Regions from separate parts of the Mus musculus genome. Here region 1 is linked to region 2. Evidence: chromatin contacts called from public Hi-C data. All regions are on one chromosome and are shown on one strand. The core of a region is the stretch at or near the end of the contact, and the rest is flanking DNA. Distances in the headings are between cores, read along the strand shown.

Region 1 (7,199 bases), core at 2,336-4,835, 150 kb after region 2:
CACACAATTACAACATGTTAATATGTATAAACTGGCTGCCATCATCAATTTTTTCTCTCATGGAACATGAGATATTATTAAATATTTTCTCTGTTTTGCCAAAATTAATGCAGAATATTAACTATGTAAAATAAAATCTAGTTACTTAACAAAGTTAAAGTGGAAAATATAGTGTTATTTTTTAATCATGATGTAATAAAGCTGAGATCTAAAATTTATTGACTTCTGTTTTGTTGTTTTTGTTTTTTTAGTTTTTTATTACATATTTTCTTAGTTTACATTTCAAATGCTATCCCAAAAGTCCCCTATACCCTCACCCTCACCCTGCTCCCCAACCCACCCACTCCCACTTCCTGGCCCTGGCATTCCCCTGTACTGGGGCCTATAATCTTCACAAAACCAAGGGCCTCTCCTCCCAATCATGGCCGACTAGGCCATCTGCTACATATGCAGCTAGAGACACAAGCTCTGGGGGTACTGGCTAGTTCATGTTGTTGTTCCTCCTATAGGGTTGCAGACCCCTTCAGCTCCTTGGGTACTTTCTCTAGCTCCTCCACTGGGGGCCCTGTGTTCCATCCAATAGATAACTGTGAGCATCCACTTCTGTATTTGCCAGGCACTGGCATAGCCTCACAAGAGACAGCTATATCAGGGTCCTGTCAGAAAATCTTGCTGGCATATGCAATAGTGTCTGGAGAGTTCATCTTGAAAGATTTTACCTTTGATGAGTATGAAGTCCCCCTCCATGTCTTTTTTTGATAACTTTGGGTTGGAAGTCGATTTTATTCGATATTAGAATGGCTACTCCAGCTTGTTTCTTCAGACCATTTGCTTGGAAAATTGTTTTCCAGTCTTTCACTCTGAGGTAGTGTCTGTCTTTGTCCCTGAGATAGGTTTCTTGTATGCAAAAAAACGTTGGGTCCTGTTTATATAGCCAGTCTGTTAGTCTATGTCTTTTTTTTTTCTTTTTTTTCTTTTTTTTTTTTTTGGTGAATTGAGTCCATTGATAGTAAGAGATATTAAGGAAAAATAATGTTGCTTCCTGTTACTTTTGATGTTAGAATTGGGATTCTGTTCTTGCAGCTATCTTCTGTTAGGTTTGTTGAAAGATTACTTTCTTGCTTTTTCTAGGGTGTAATTTCCCTCCTTGTGTTGGAGTTTTCCCTTTATTATCCTTTGAAGGGCTGGATTCTTGGAAAGATATTGTGTGAATTTGGTTTTGTCATGGAATACTTTAGTTTCTCCATCTATGGTAATTGAGAGTTTTGCTGGCTATAGTAGCCTGGTCTGGCATTTGTGTTCTCTTAGGGTCTGTATGACATCTGTCCAGAATCTTCTGGCTTTCATAGTCTCTGATGAGAAGTCTGTAATTATAGAAGTCTATAACTCTAATAGGTCTGCCTTTATATGTTACTTGACCTTTTTCCCTTACAGCTTTTAATATTCTATCTTTATTTGGTGCATTTGTTGTTCTGATTATTACATGTAAGGAGGAATTTCTTTTCTGGCTCAGTCTATTTGGAGTTCTGTAGGCTTCTTGTATGTTCATGGGCATCTCTTTCTTTAGTTTAGGGGAGTTTTCTTCTACAATTTTGTTGAAGCTATTTACTGGCCCTTTAAGTTGAAAAATCTTCATTCTCATCTACACCTATTATCCGTAGGTTTGGTCTTCTCATTGTGTCCTAGATTTCCTGGATGTTTTGAGTTAGGATCTTTTTGCATTTTGCATTTTCTTTGATTGTTGTGTCCATGTTCTCTATGGAATCTTCTGCACCTGAGATTCTCTCTCCCATCTCTTGTATTCTGTTGCTGATGCTCGCATCTATAGTCCCTGATTTCTCTCCTAGTATTTCTATCTCCAGAGTTGTCTCCCTTTCAGTCTTCTTTATTGTTTCTACTTCCATTTTTAGATCTTGGATGGTTTTGTTCAATTCCATCACCTGTTTGGTTGTGTTCTCCTGTAATTCTTTAAGGGATTTTTGTGCTTCCTCTTTAAGGACTTCTACCTGTTTAGCAGTGTTTTCCTGTAATTCTTTAAGGGATTTTTGTGCTTCATCTTAAAGGGCTTCTACCTGTTTAGCAGTGTTCTCCTGTATTTCTTTAAGTGAGTTATTAATGCCCTTCTTAAAATCCTCTACGAGCAACATGAGATAAGATTTTAAATCTGAATCTTGCTTTTCAGCTATGTTGGGATTTTCAGGACTCACTGTGGTGGGCGTACTGGGTTCTGATGATGCCGAATGGTCTTGGTTTCTGTTAGTAAGATTCTTACGTTTGCCTTTCGCCATCTAGTAATCTCTGGTGTTAGATGTTCTGTCTCTGGCTGGAGCTTGTTCCTCCTGTGATTCTGTTAACCTCTGTCAGAACTCCTGGAATTCCAACTCTCTACTGAGTCCCTGTGGTCAGAGCACTCTCTGCGGGCAAGCTCTCCTCTTGCATGGAAGGTGCTCAGAGGTCTGGAGCTCAGATCCACCTCTTGGCTGAAGATAAAGGCCCAAAGAGACCCTGTCCAAGAAGCTCTGTTGCATCTGTGGCCTGCCTGCACAGACTGGTCTCTGAGAGACCTAGGATACAAGATGGCTCTCTCACCTGAGTCCCGGGGTCAGAGCCCTTCCTGGAGGCCGACTCTCCTCAGTGATCCTAAGATCCTGGGTGTGCTAGGGCGATTTTGGCGTAGAGTCCTCTGGGGACCTTGGAACCTCTGCTGAGTTTGTGCCCAAGGTGGCAGAGGGCTGGCTCCGACCATAAAGAACCCCAGCCGCTGGTTATGCGGATTTCCTGGGTCCCTGTTCCTGCTGGCCCAAGCCCCTCCCAGTTGTTTTGGAACAGACATTGCGTTCCACTCACCAGTGATCCCAAGATCCTGGGTGTGCTAGGACACCTGTGGCATAGAGAGTCCTCTGGGGACCGTGGGACCATCCACCAAGTTCGTGCCCAAGGTGGCGCAGGGCTGGCACTGACCGGAACAACCCATATGACTTTTCAAATGACTTTTATTGTTATATCTCCTCTCCACCTTATCCTTCCATCCCCCTCCCCACTTAGCCGTCCTTCTTAAAACATTGTATTCGATTTACTCTTTGTTGAAAGGTCCCCCTCCTTCTCCTCCATAGTCCCTTACTAGCTACCTAACTTCTGTGGATGTTGTGAACAAAACACACATATCTAAACATAAAAGCTAGCATTGATGATGTATAAGAGAAGACACTTGATATTTGTCTTTTGGGGTCTGGGTTACCTCACTCGGGATGACTGCTTCTAGCTCTGCCCACTTACCTGTGAATTTCCCATTTCACTTTTCTAAACAGCTGAATAATATGCCATTATGTAAATGTACACATTGTTGCTGTCCATCAGCTGATGGACATCTATGCTGCATCCAATCTCTGGTTATTATGAATGGAGTAACAATGAACATAGATGAGCATGTGTCTCTCTGTAGTAGTAGGATGTCCTTTATGTGTATTCCTGAGAGTGGTAGAGCTGGATCGTGTTGTAGATCTATTTAAGGCATGTCCTGTAGAGCTGGATTGTGTAGATTTAGTTAAGACTTCCTGAGTAACCAGTACACTGCATTCCATTGTGACTGTACAAGTTTTCACTCCCACCAGCACTGGATGAGTGTTCTCCTTTCCCCACATCCTCACTAGCACATGCTGCCATTTGTTTTATTGGTCTTAGCTTAGTCATTCTTATTGAGATAAGATGAAACCTCAAAGTCGTTTTGATTTGCATTTCCAGGATGATTAAGGATGTTGAAAGTTTCCTTAAGAGTTTCTCAGCCATTTGCATTTCCTCATTTGACAATTCTCTCTTTGGTTCTATACCTTTTTTTTAATTAGGTTATTTGTTTTCTTGATGTTCATGTGTGAGTTTTTTGTATATTTTAGGTGCCCTCTGTCAGTTATATAGCTGGTAAATATTTTCTCTTTATGTAGGCTCTCTCTTTGATCACATGATGGTGTCCTTTTCTTTACAGAAGTTTTTTGCTTCATGAGATCCCACTTATTGATGGTCTTAAGGTCTGTGTTATCAGTGTCCTATTCAGAAAAACCTTTCCTATATCAATGAGTTCATGTGTATTCTCTACTTTGTCTTCTATTAGATTCATGATATCTGGTCTTATGTTTAGGTCCTTGATTCATTTGGGTAAATTTGTTGTGCCTATCTACTGTCTGTTGGATCTGTCTACACTCTTCAACCTGCAGCTATGTGGTTTTAGCAGCAGCATCCAGCAAATACATCTTGAATTTTTGAATCAATGAGTTTAAGAGTTATATCAGTGGTTTACAGCATCTGCTCTTACAGAAGACCTGAGTTTAGTCCCCAGCACCCACACCTATAACCCTAGCTTCCTATGTTGACACATTTATTTTATTGCACATATGAGTACACAGAGATAGATATGCAATTAAAATAGAATAAAATATTTTTTTAAAAATTTAGACACTGGCTCTTTATATAGAAAGATTACTGTTTATCTCAAAATGAATTATCTGACAGAATAAAGCAAAACAATACCTGGCTTTTAGATTAAAGGGTTCATTTGATAATCAGTTGAGAAATATAAGCTAGGAACTACTAGGCTCTAGCATTCTGTGAACATGAGTCACAAAGACTGTACACTAATGAAACATTTCATCACTTGAAACGTTATTGCTACTATTGAGAGGCTTTGGTTTGGTTTCTGTCCCTGAGGGTTTGTCTGTCTAGGGGGCTTTTCTAAATCATAAAAACCAGATAGTGATGTGATTAGGCTTTTTGAAATAGTGTTCTTGTTAAGTTTTACATATTTTTTAATATTTAAACTCTGTTGACAAGTTTTAGATTTCACACTAACAGCCATGTAGATGGAATTTCTTTACTGAACATTGGTAAATGTCAAATGTCTCAGTCTGTCATGGAGCCTGTGTAGACTGGTCATTTAACAAATGACTGAAAGCTCAAACTGAAACAGTCATTGTCTGCATTTACACAGGCATTCTTACTGCACACGAGATCTGTATTATGATGCCCACTTAGTCCACAGCAAAGCCATTGCCTCTGAACCTAGACTTTTAACCTAGCTCTGACAAAAGTTGTGGCTGAGAGGAAGACATCCCATAAACTCTCTGAAAGACTATTTTACATTTCTCGGGATTCCTCGTTACGCTAAGATATGACCTTCATTACTCATGTGACAGTACATATTCCAACGTAATGATCCCTTAATAAATCCTAATGACCAGTGTGAATCTGGGAATCTCAAGATAAAACTGCAAAAATGTACAACTGTCTTCCATGTGTCTTCTGGGCAACGCATTGCAGGTTCCTGCCACCATAATGTATTTCTAATTTCAGGCTGTATTAGTAAGTTGGAACTGTTGTAATTCTGCAAACCAGCAAAGTAAGAATAAGGTCAATCATCTAGGAAGGAACGTGCCATGCCCAGTCTTTAATAGAGTGTTCCTGTAACATAGGAAAGTATCCGAATCCCTGATGGGCTCTTCATTCCGCAGTGTCTGTTTCTAATGTCGTTGTGTTGATCTCTGAGACTTCTTAATGGAGAAAACAAACGAAAGATCTAGGAGTTTTGTTTTGTTTTGTTTTGTTTTGTTTTGTTTTGTTTTGTTTTGTTTTGTTTTAATGCCATAGGTATGTTAGTAATTCTGAAGCTCATAAATATGTGATAAACACAGTGAGAACAACTCCTGGGCGAATCTGGGTGTTGCCTAGGCAACACGGATGGAGCTAAGGCGTTTCCGTTTCCGCTTCTGCTCTTTGCAGCCATCCTTCCTGTGTTCCGAGCACTTAGCTCAGTACTCAAACTCTAAGTACCCACAATGCCACACAGAAACCATGTATGATCAACAGAGGAGATCACCATTAGACTGCCATCTCTGCTGATGACTATTTTTACTCGGTCATATTTTCTAGTGTTTCAACATCTCGATAAATTCACACCACTAAACTGCTGGTGACTCTCCTTCACGTGTTCATTTTTGCAATTTGTCTTTTTTTTTATTTAATATATGAATTTAAAATCTTCTTGGACATTCTTTAGCAGTTCTACATAGTATCATCCCGTGAGTCTTCATGTTTGAACATAGTATTTAGAATTGTGTTGTTTAATCACGTCGGCAGACACTCTGCTATTCCCGATTGTTTCCACAAGGGCCTGAGAACATACTATCTGTGATTTAAATTCTTTGAAATCTCTCGTGGCTTGTTTCAAGATGTACCCGATGGCTGTTGAATGATCCAGGCTAGGTTGGGGCGAGAAGGACTGTCTTACAAATACATTTGGATCTAGTCAGTTAACAGAGCTTCAATTCTTCCGTATTGTCTGTAATCTTGTTGTCTATTATTTCTTTTTCTAAAAAGGAATTTGAGATCACTAACTGTAAGTGTGGCTAATAGAGCAATGCATACAAGTCTGTCGGTTTCTAAATGTATTTTGTGGCTGTTTCTTTGCATTTAGAATTTTTGTGTCTTGGTCAGTTGACTTTTTATCCCCATCCAATATTCCTCTTTCTACTTGATGATTCTTTGCTCTATCCTCTAATCTGTTCAATGTTAACGGAGCCATTCCAGTTTTTAAGCTAGTATTTTACTAGCCCAGGTTCCCTGACCTTATTCTTTGCATATGTAGCAATTGCTGTAGACCAGATGACGTCCAGTCTTCTTTATTCAGTTTGATGGCATTTTTAGAGAACTGTGCTTTGTTACCCTACCTGAGGAAGTAGTACCTTCAGCCCCACCCCATGAAATAATGCTTTCCCCACATGAGGAAATACAGAATGGATAGTAGAGGAGAGTAGTTATAAATACCAACTAAAGCCACATAACCAGTTGTAGAAACAAAGATTATAAAGGAATATGAATGCTTCTGTCTTATTTTGCTAATGAATATATTTGTCTTTCTTCCAATTTCTTTAACATCAATTTGTATTTAAGTTGAGACACTGAAAGAATGTTTCCAAGGGACATTGTCCCATTGTAAATTTACAAATGTGTTTGCGATTGTAAGAGGGATAGTTATATCATGTTAGGTGTATTCACGCCCTTGTTATTGTTTCATGTGGACATGAGATATTATTTGTGTCAAGTTGACAAGGGGTGGATTATAGTGACTATTCCTGGTTGTCAGCTTGACTATATCTGGAATGAACTACAATCCAGAATTGGAAGGCTCACCAGTGATCCTAATCTGGAGGCTG
Region 2 (6,597 bases), core at 2,931-5,430:
GATGTTCCTCAGCATCTGGCCTATTCTTTATAGCAGTGGCAGAAGGTCAGTCTATTCTCAAAAATAAGATGCTATCTGCTATTAATTTGGGCTCAGGCTCAACGTTTCTTGTCAGAAAGTTTTTATTCAATCAAGATGCCAGCAGCAGACTTGCAGAGTGCATACTACACAGGAAAACTCCTATCTTATATGTGCTCAAGGGAAGGTTCTGATCTCATTTTTTTTTTTCTTACCTGCAACCTCAAAATGATGTCATTCAAATGAGATGAATGTGGTTGGCCTTATTCTTTCATTTGAGAAGTAAGATTGGCTAAAATAAGAACTGCACATTGCTCCAGGCAGAAGGGTGTATTGTGAATTCTCCCCATTAGAAAAAAGTTTATTTCCATTCTTCTGATGACTGGAGGCTGCAAGACATGTGGCAATCCAGTGGCTGCATCTAGAGACAAGCAGCCACACGGGTGGTTACAGGGACCCAAGGGATGGTATCACAACTTCTCAAAGGGAAGAATTTGTTTACATTTCTAAACAGTTTAGTGTATACACATCCCTGAAATGAGAGAAAGAGAGTTTGGGGTCTGGATGCCTTTCTGCTGACTCGGTAGAGGTGTCTGCTAACAGGAAGTGGCCGTCCAACACAGCCACCTACCAAAGTGCATTCACTGTCATTTGCTTTTATACATGCCCATTGTTCCTACATAGATATAGTCCCTCATACTCCTAACCTAATCAAAATTCTAACGCAAATATTTTTAGCAACCATAATAATTCCAAGCACCCTCATTTTAAAATGTACTCTAAAAATACACTTTTCCTGCCTTTTTCAGTGAATTTTCTTTAACATGGAATCACTATAACCAAGGGTCTTTCTGTAAAATGTTAACGTGTATTCTGTCCAATCTTGTGCTCTTATCGCCTACTCCATCCTCAGGAACCATCATCATCATCCTATTTTTGCCCTCACTCTATAGTTTTTATCACAGTACATTTAACCTTCACCAAGAACACTCGGAGAGTTCTCCACTTGAATTGCACATGCTTATTTATCAGTGGCGCCCAGCGCATGCCTGGTGCAGATGGAAAGATTTATAGGTGTGGTGACAAATATATCTTGGGCTCTTGATGCGGTGTGGCCTCCTTGGCTGAGAACAATTGGACTGAACATATATTTTATTAATAATAAGCCATTGACTTTTAGATGAGCAGTCTTCCCCCCCCTCCCCCGAGAATAGCTCTGACTGAACTACACACTTCACTGTTGTGGCAAGAACTGAGCTACGGCTCTCCTGTTCCCATAAACATTGCTGCTCTGGCTACCTGGAAAGGATTCAGGAGTGTTTGAGAGTGAGGAAGCTGACCTTGGATAGCCACACTCAGGAAGGCTGCCTCAGTTGGCTAACCAAATTGACTGGAAAGAACACCTGTAAATAGAGCAGAGACAATAGGGTCTTTCTTTAATTATTTTCCTGCTAATATCCATTATAATTCAACATCTATTTTATGGTCCCCTTCTTCTGATAACTTCTCTGTTCTTCCCTCTCCTCTTGAAGGCACTTTGCTCTTGTAATGTGTAGTCATATAGAATGTTTTACCTATGGGGCATCCTTTTCCCTTCTGACCCCATGGTTCCTACTATTTCAAGACTGATGGTTGTTGGGCTGTTGGGTAAACTAAGCCATCACTAATGACAACAGCTGTCATGGGGCAAGTGGGTTGCCTGGCGACCTTGTCAGGTTATGCACAGGATGCACGTGGGTTCACAGAGCCTGAAACAGCAAATATGAAGACTGCACAGATCTATAACAGGTCCTCTGCTTATTTGTTATGGCTGTTACCTTGGTGTTTTTGTGGGACTCCTAAACGTCGGAGCAGGTGTCTCTCTGACTCTTTTGCCTGCTTTTAAGGTTCTTTTCCTCCTACTGGGTGACCTTGTTCAGCCCTTATGGGATGGCTGTCACCTTGTCTTATTGTATCTTGTTTTGTCCTGTTCAGCCGTCATCTCTTGGAGGCCTTCTCTTTTTTGAAGAGGAAATGGAGGTAGAGTGGATCTGGGGGAGAAGGCAAGAGTGGAGGGAGGGAGAACTTGTGCTTGGGGTGTCTTATATGAGAAAAAAATCGACTCTCAATTTCTAAAGAAGAAAAAAAGAACTCTATGAAAATAGTATCTGTGTTATTTCTTTTCACCAAGGTGAGCTAAAAAGCCCAAGGGTTGCATTCCTCAGCCAGTGTTTCATATCAAATAACTAGCGAGATAAGGAAGATGAGGAGCATATGTTCTGACAGGATGAATTTAATCATGGGATAAAGAGGAAAATGTGGCCGTGGCTGAAAACTCATAGTAGTACAATGGTAATTCTAGAAGAGTTCCTTCAGGTCCTGTGTTATCAGCAGAGCAGCTCTGTGGCACGTAGCTTTTGCTACCCTGCTCTAAGCTCCAGGAACAAGCACTACCAGCCCCTGCCCAGGGAATATTGGATCCAAGGATGAAACACACACACACACACACACCAGTTGCTCAAATTCTACCTGCCTTATTGGCTCAATTGCTGGGTACTACTAATCTCCCGCAGCTAGCATGCCCTTCCCAATACTTAGCCCATCGCCTCTCAACCTGCCCTAGCTTCAGTTGCTCAGTTACCTTTAGTCCCAGCTCAACAGACCAACCTTCTCTCTGGAGAATCATATGGTCACTTCACCTGAGATCATATGGTTGGTTGGCTTTTATCCCTCCAATGCATGGGTGAAAACTCCTTTCCTTTCTCGCCTGCATCTGCTAGCTTGCTTGCAGGGACCTGGAAGTCCTGCCTATTCGACCCAGCTCATTGGCCACTGGCATCTTTATTGATGGATCAAGAACCAATTGGAGAACAGAACCTTAGCATCAGAACCACCTCTACACAGCAACCAGCCTTGGGATTGGCCTGAGGAAAGGACTGATCATCATATAGCCAGTGTCTCGGGCACTTGAGTGCCAGAACTGAGCTGATTACATATGGCATGGGGAGTAAACTATAGTTTGAAGCAGGGGGCAATCAAATCCTGGCTTTCATGGATGACAGGCAAATATGAGCTACACTTCCAACCCCCAATATGCTTTGTGAGACAGGGTCTCACTTACGTAGCCCAGGATCACCTCAAATTCATAATTTTTCTGATTCAGGCTTCCAGGTAACTGGGAGTATAGGCATGACTGCAACAATATACATATAAGTGTAATGTATATGGAAGAAAAATATACCTATATGATATGTCAAGAAGTTTCTAATGTTTATTCATTTATAAGTTAAACATAATATTTTAGATTGCCACTTATCATTTATGAAACAATAATAATGATGACAAATTGAAATTCTATCTACATCTTAACCTACAGGCAGCAGCAGGAGACTGTATGCCACACTGGGCATACCTTGAGCATAGGAAACCTCAAAGTCCACCTCCACAGTGACATATTTCCTCTACTAGGACCACACCTACTCCAACAAAGCCACAATCCTAATAGCGCTACTCCCTTTGGGCTAAGCATTCAAACACACAAGTCTATGGGGGACATTCCTATCCAAATCACTACAAGAAATAAGATCTAGTTTCTTATAATGTTTTTAGTATTTTCCTATGATGTTTTTCTTATCACTTACAGGAATTAAAATCTTAAGGAAGCCCTGTTCTTTCAAATAATGGTATGGAGTTCATGGGTACCTTGTATGTGTGATAATGCAGAACATCTCCTTGATTGATGGGTATCTAGGTCATATATGGCCAGTGGAGGCAGCCTTAACTATACCTAGACTGGGAAAGGCATAGCTTGCTCTATGGAGCTGTTCTTACCCAGGCTAAACGTTATGAACGAGAAGTAGCCTGACTCCCTGGCTTCCGCCCATTCCTTTTGCATCTGGGCTCAGGCACAGCATTAGGAAGCTTATTAGACACATCTCTTCACAGTGTCAGAACTGATTTCCACAAAATATCATATAAATCATCATAGACACAGCTTTCCTTGCTGCTTTTTTGGCAACCAGAACCCACAGTGTTATGTCTCTCACCCACGTGGCAACTGGCAGAAATAAAGCTAAAATGGAAAAAACAGAACTGTCCAAGCTCTCTGATGAGCTAAGTAAGAGCCTGCATGCCCCTTGCCTGAAAGAAAGCAGACTTGGTTTTCTGACTTCCAGCTGGAAGGTGAAGCTAAGGTCAACCCACTTGATGATTAACAGAGCATACTCACTGGGTTATAATTTGCAAGACTCTGCATTATGAAATAGGGAATGAAAATACAATATTACAGATTGCTCACTCTCTTTTAGGAATGCATGCAACCACCCAATCTTAGAGGGGAAAAAAAAGGTTTACAATGCTACCTTAGCTTGGCCCATGCTGTCACAGCTCTTCTGAGCATTATTTAAAAATAAAAGCAAACCAGTGAACAGTTACATCTAGGTACACACACTGCCCTGTAACCTGCTCTGAAATGTTTCAGCACACTGTTGCAGAGAAGTTGGGAACAGTTTCTGGAATGTGAACAATTTCTTCCTTCTAGTACTGGCCTGAGTCATGTGCCCCACCCCTCACCCCTGTTCTTCCTGGATTTCTTCTTATTTTTTTTATTCTACCAAGTTGCTCTCAAATGCACATGAGAGTGCATCTGTTTTTGTTTAGAGGAAAGTACCCACCCTCCCTTCCCTGATTCCTAGTCCTCAGTGTTGAATGATGTCTCAAAGAGAACAGTGTTTCCTTCCTCCGTGTGAGTGTAAACGCAAGTCACCTTACTTTGTAATTATTCGGGGGATGCCTTTGTCTTCTGCCAGGAGAAGATTCCAGGCGTGAATTATGGTGCATCCATCTTGCTGATCCTGAAGCTATAGTCGGGTTCAGATGACTGGAGGAATGATTCAGGGTTCTGACAGGGATTCTCGTGACATATCTGCCACATTTCAGTTGCTATTGGCATTTAAAAATCAGCCATATGATTTTCTAGCCAAATGATTTTACAAAAATCTCTTCTCTGTGCAGTTAACATTTATTCTATGTGTGGATTTAAAAGCACATATCACTGAAAAGAAAGTGTTATTGTAAACCATGAATAAGAAACTTGTAAGAAAGAAAGAAAGAAAGAAAGGAAGGAAGGAAGGAAGGAAGGAAGGAAGGAAGGAAGGAAGAAAGAAAGAAAGAAAGAAAGAAAGAAAGAAAGAAAGAAAGAAAGAAAGAAAGAAAGAAAGAGAAACTCGTGACAGTAATTTGTAATTTGCAATGAAAACTTGTCTATAAGTCAGAGGTTTTCAATTGTAGAATGGGATTAAAGCCTGAAACTTTGCAACATTAAGTTCCTGTTAAATATCACAAGAAAAACTACTGGACATGTAGCAAATAACGGGGAGTACAGAAATACTACTAGATTTTTTTTCAGTACTTTCTTTGTGACTCACTTGTAACCAATAAAGTTTCATGTGGAAACAAATTAAGTTTCCTCTCAGAGAGAGAGGGAGGGAGGGAAAAAGAAAGGGAGGCAGGGGAAGAGACAGTAATAGTTTAGAGTTCTAGAATGTTCCACATAGGAAGAATTCGAAGATAAAATGCTTCCCTCGCGGGGGTCGGGGGTGGGGAGGGGAACAGCATGGTCTAAAGCTAAGGCAGCAGTGAACATTATAGTTAGCTAATATTAAAGGCATTTGAAATCTCTGAAGAAAGAAGTGTCTCTTCATTTCTCCAAAGATTTTAAATGCACAACTTGTGCCTTCTCCCAGAGAAGTGTGAACAGACATTTATTCATCCTAGAGAAAACAGCCACATCACGCAAAAGAAAAAACTCTGTCCTACCCAAGGCTAGCTCTGTGAATCAGAGAGATGGCTGGGGTTGTGGACAGGAGCATAGGTGACTCAAGGCAGCTGCGTCATAGAAAAGCCCACCCCAGCACTAGTGAGGGATCATGAAAGCTGCATCTCAGGGGTTCTCTCCTACAGATGCAGGTTTCCCTTCATGGCTGACCAGCTCCATGTCTTTGACTCTGAGGCAAGGCAAAATGTGGGAACACAGAGCAGAAGAGGTAGCTAGAAGGGAGGAAGGGATGGATGCAGGGAGGCAGGGGGAGAGAGAGACAGGAAAGGGAGAGAGGGAGAGAGGAAGAAGGAAAGAGAACTGTCAAGAACATGTGGATGTTTCCAGTGGTCTCTAGTAACCCACTTCCTCCACCCAAGTCCCACCCTCCAGTAGTTCATTCAGTTATGAACTCCTCAATTTACTATTGTTATCATCTGGTTGCTTTTCAACAGCACCAATAGCTGATGAAGAAGCCTCCTGTGAGCAAATTTGGGGCAAATTCTAAATCAGAACCAAACATGGAGTCTTGTGAAATTCACTTCCATTTAACTGAAAAGAATTGAAATCACTTCTCAGATACATCCGTTGCCTTGGTTGGATTCATGCAAAAGCTGGGGTTGAGATTGGCAGCCTGCCTGCAGGTCCAGATCTCAGGAAGCTGAGTCAAGAAGATTGCAAGTTCAAGCCGGGCATAGTGGGCACACGCCTTTAATCTCAGCACTCAGGAGGCAGAGGCAGGCGGATTTCTGAGTTCGAGTCTACAAAGTGAGTTCCAGGACAGC

What was found. Hi-C and Micro-C count contacts between places; a contact is called where the count stands out from the background.
Region 1: a Hi-C map of adipose-derived mesenchymal stem cells shows a contact between it and region 2, with 1.9 times the contacts expected there. The contact joins two enhancer-like sites. A contact is called at or near these places in 1 of 15 datasets of contacts at CTCF or cohesin (the NIH/3T3 cell line), 3 of 484 Hi-C or Micro-C datasets (adipose-derived mesenchymal stem cells, macrophages and pancreatic cancer cells) and 1 of 115 datasets of contacts at active chromatin or transcription factors (vascular smooth muscle cells).

What each region holds. Positions count from the first base shown.
Region 1 is chr10:74,830,911-74,838,109 of GRCm38.p6, forward strand. No RefSeq gene overlaps it. Among named protein-coding and RNA genes, the nearest start is that of Gnaz, 130 kb to the right of the region's middle. Within about 2 kb of position 3,586, at least 17 of the 459 cell types and tissues checked have an H3K27ac peak or open chromatin away from gene starts, as enhancers often do. A contact at or near this core is called in the NIH/3T3 cell line, adipose-derived mesenchymal stem cells and pancreatic cancer cells, where this site is marked.
Region 2 is chr10:74,676,206-74,682,802 of GRCm38.p6, forward strand. No RefSeq gene overlaps it. Among named protein-coding and RNA genes, the nearest start is that of Gnaz, 290 kb to the right of the region's middle. Within about 2 kb of position 4,181, at least 62 of the 459 cell types and tissues checked have an H3K27ac peak or open chromatin away from gene starts, as enhancers often do. A contact at or near this core is called in the NIH/3T3 cell line, adipose-derived mesenchymal stem cells and pancreatic cancer cells, where this site is marked.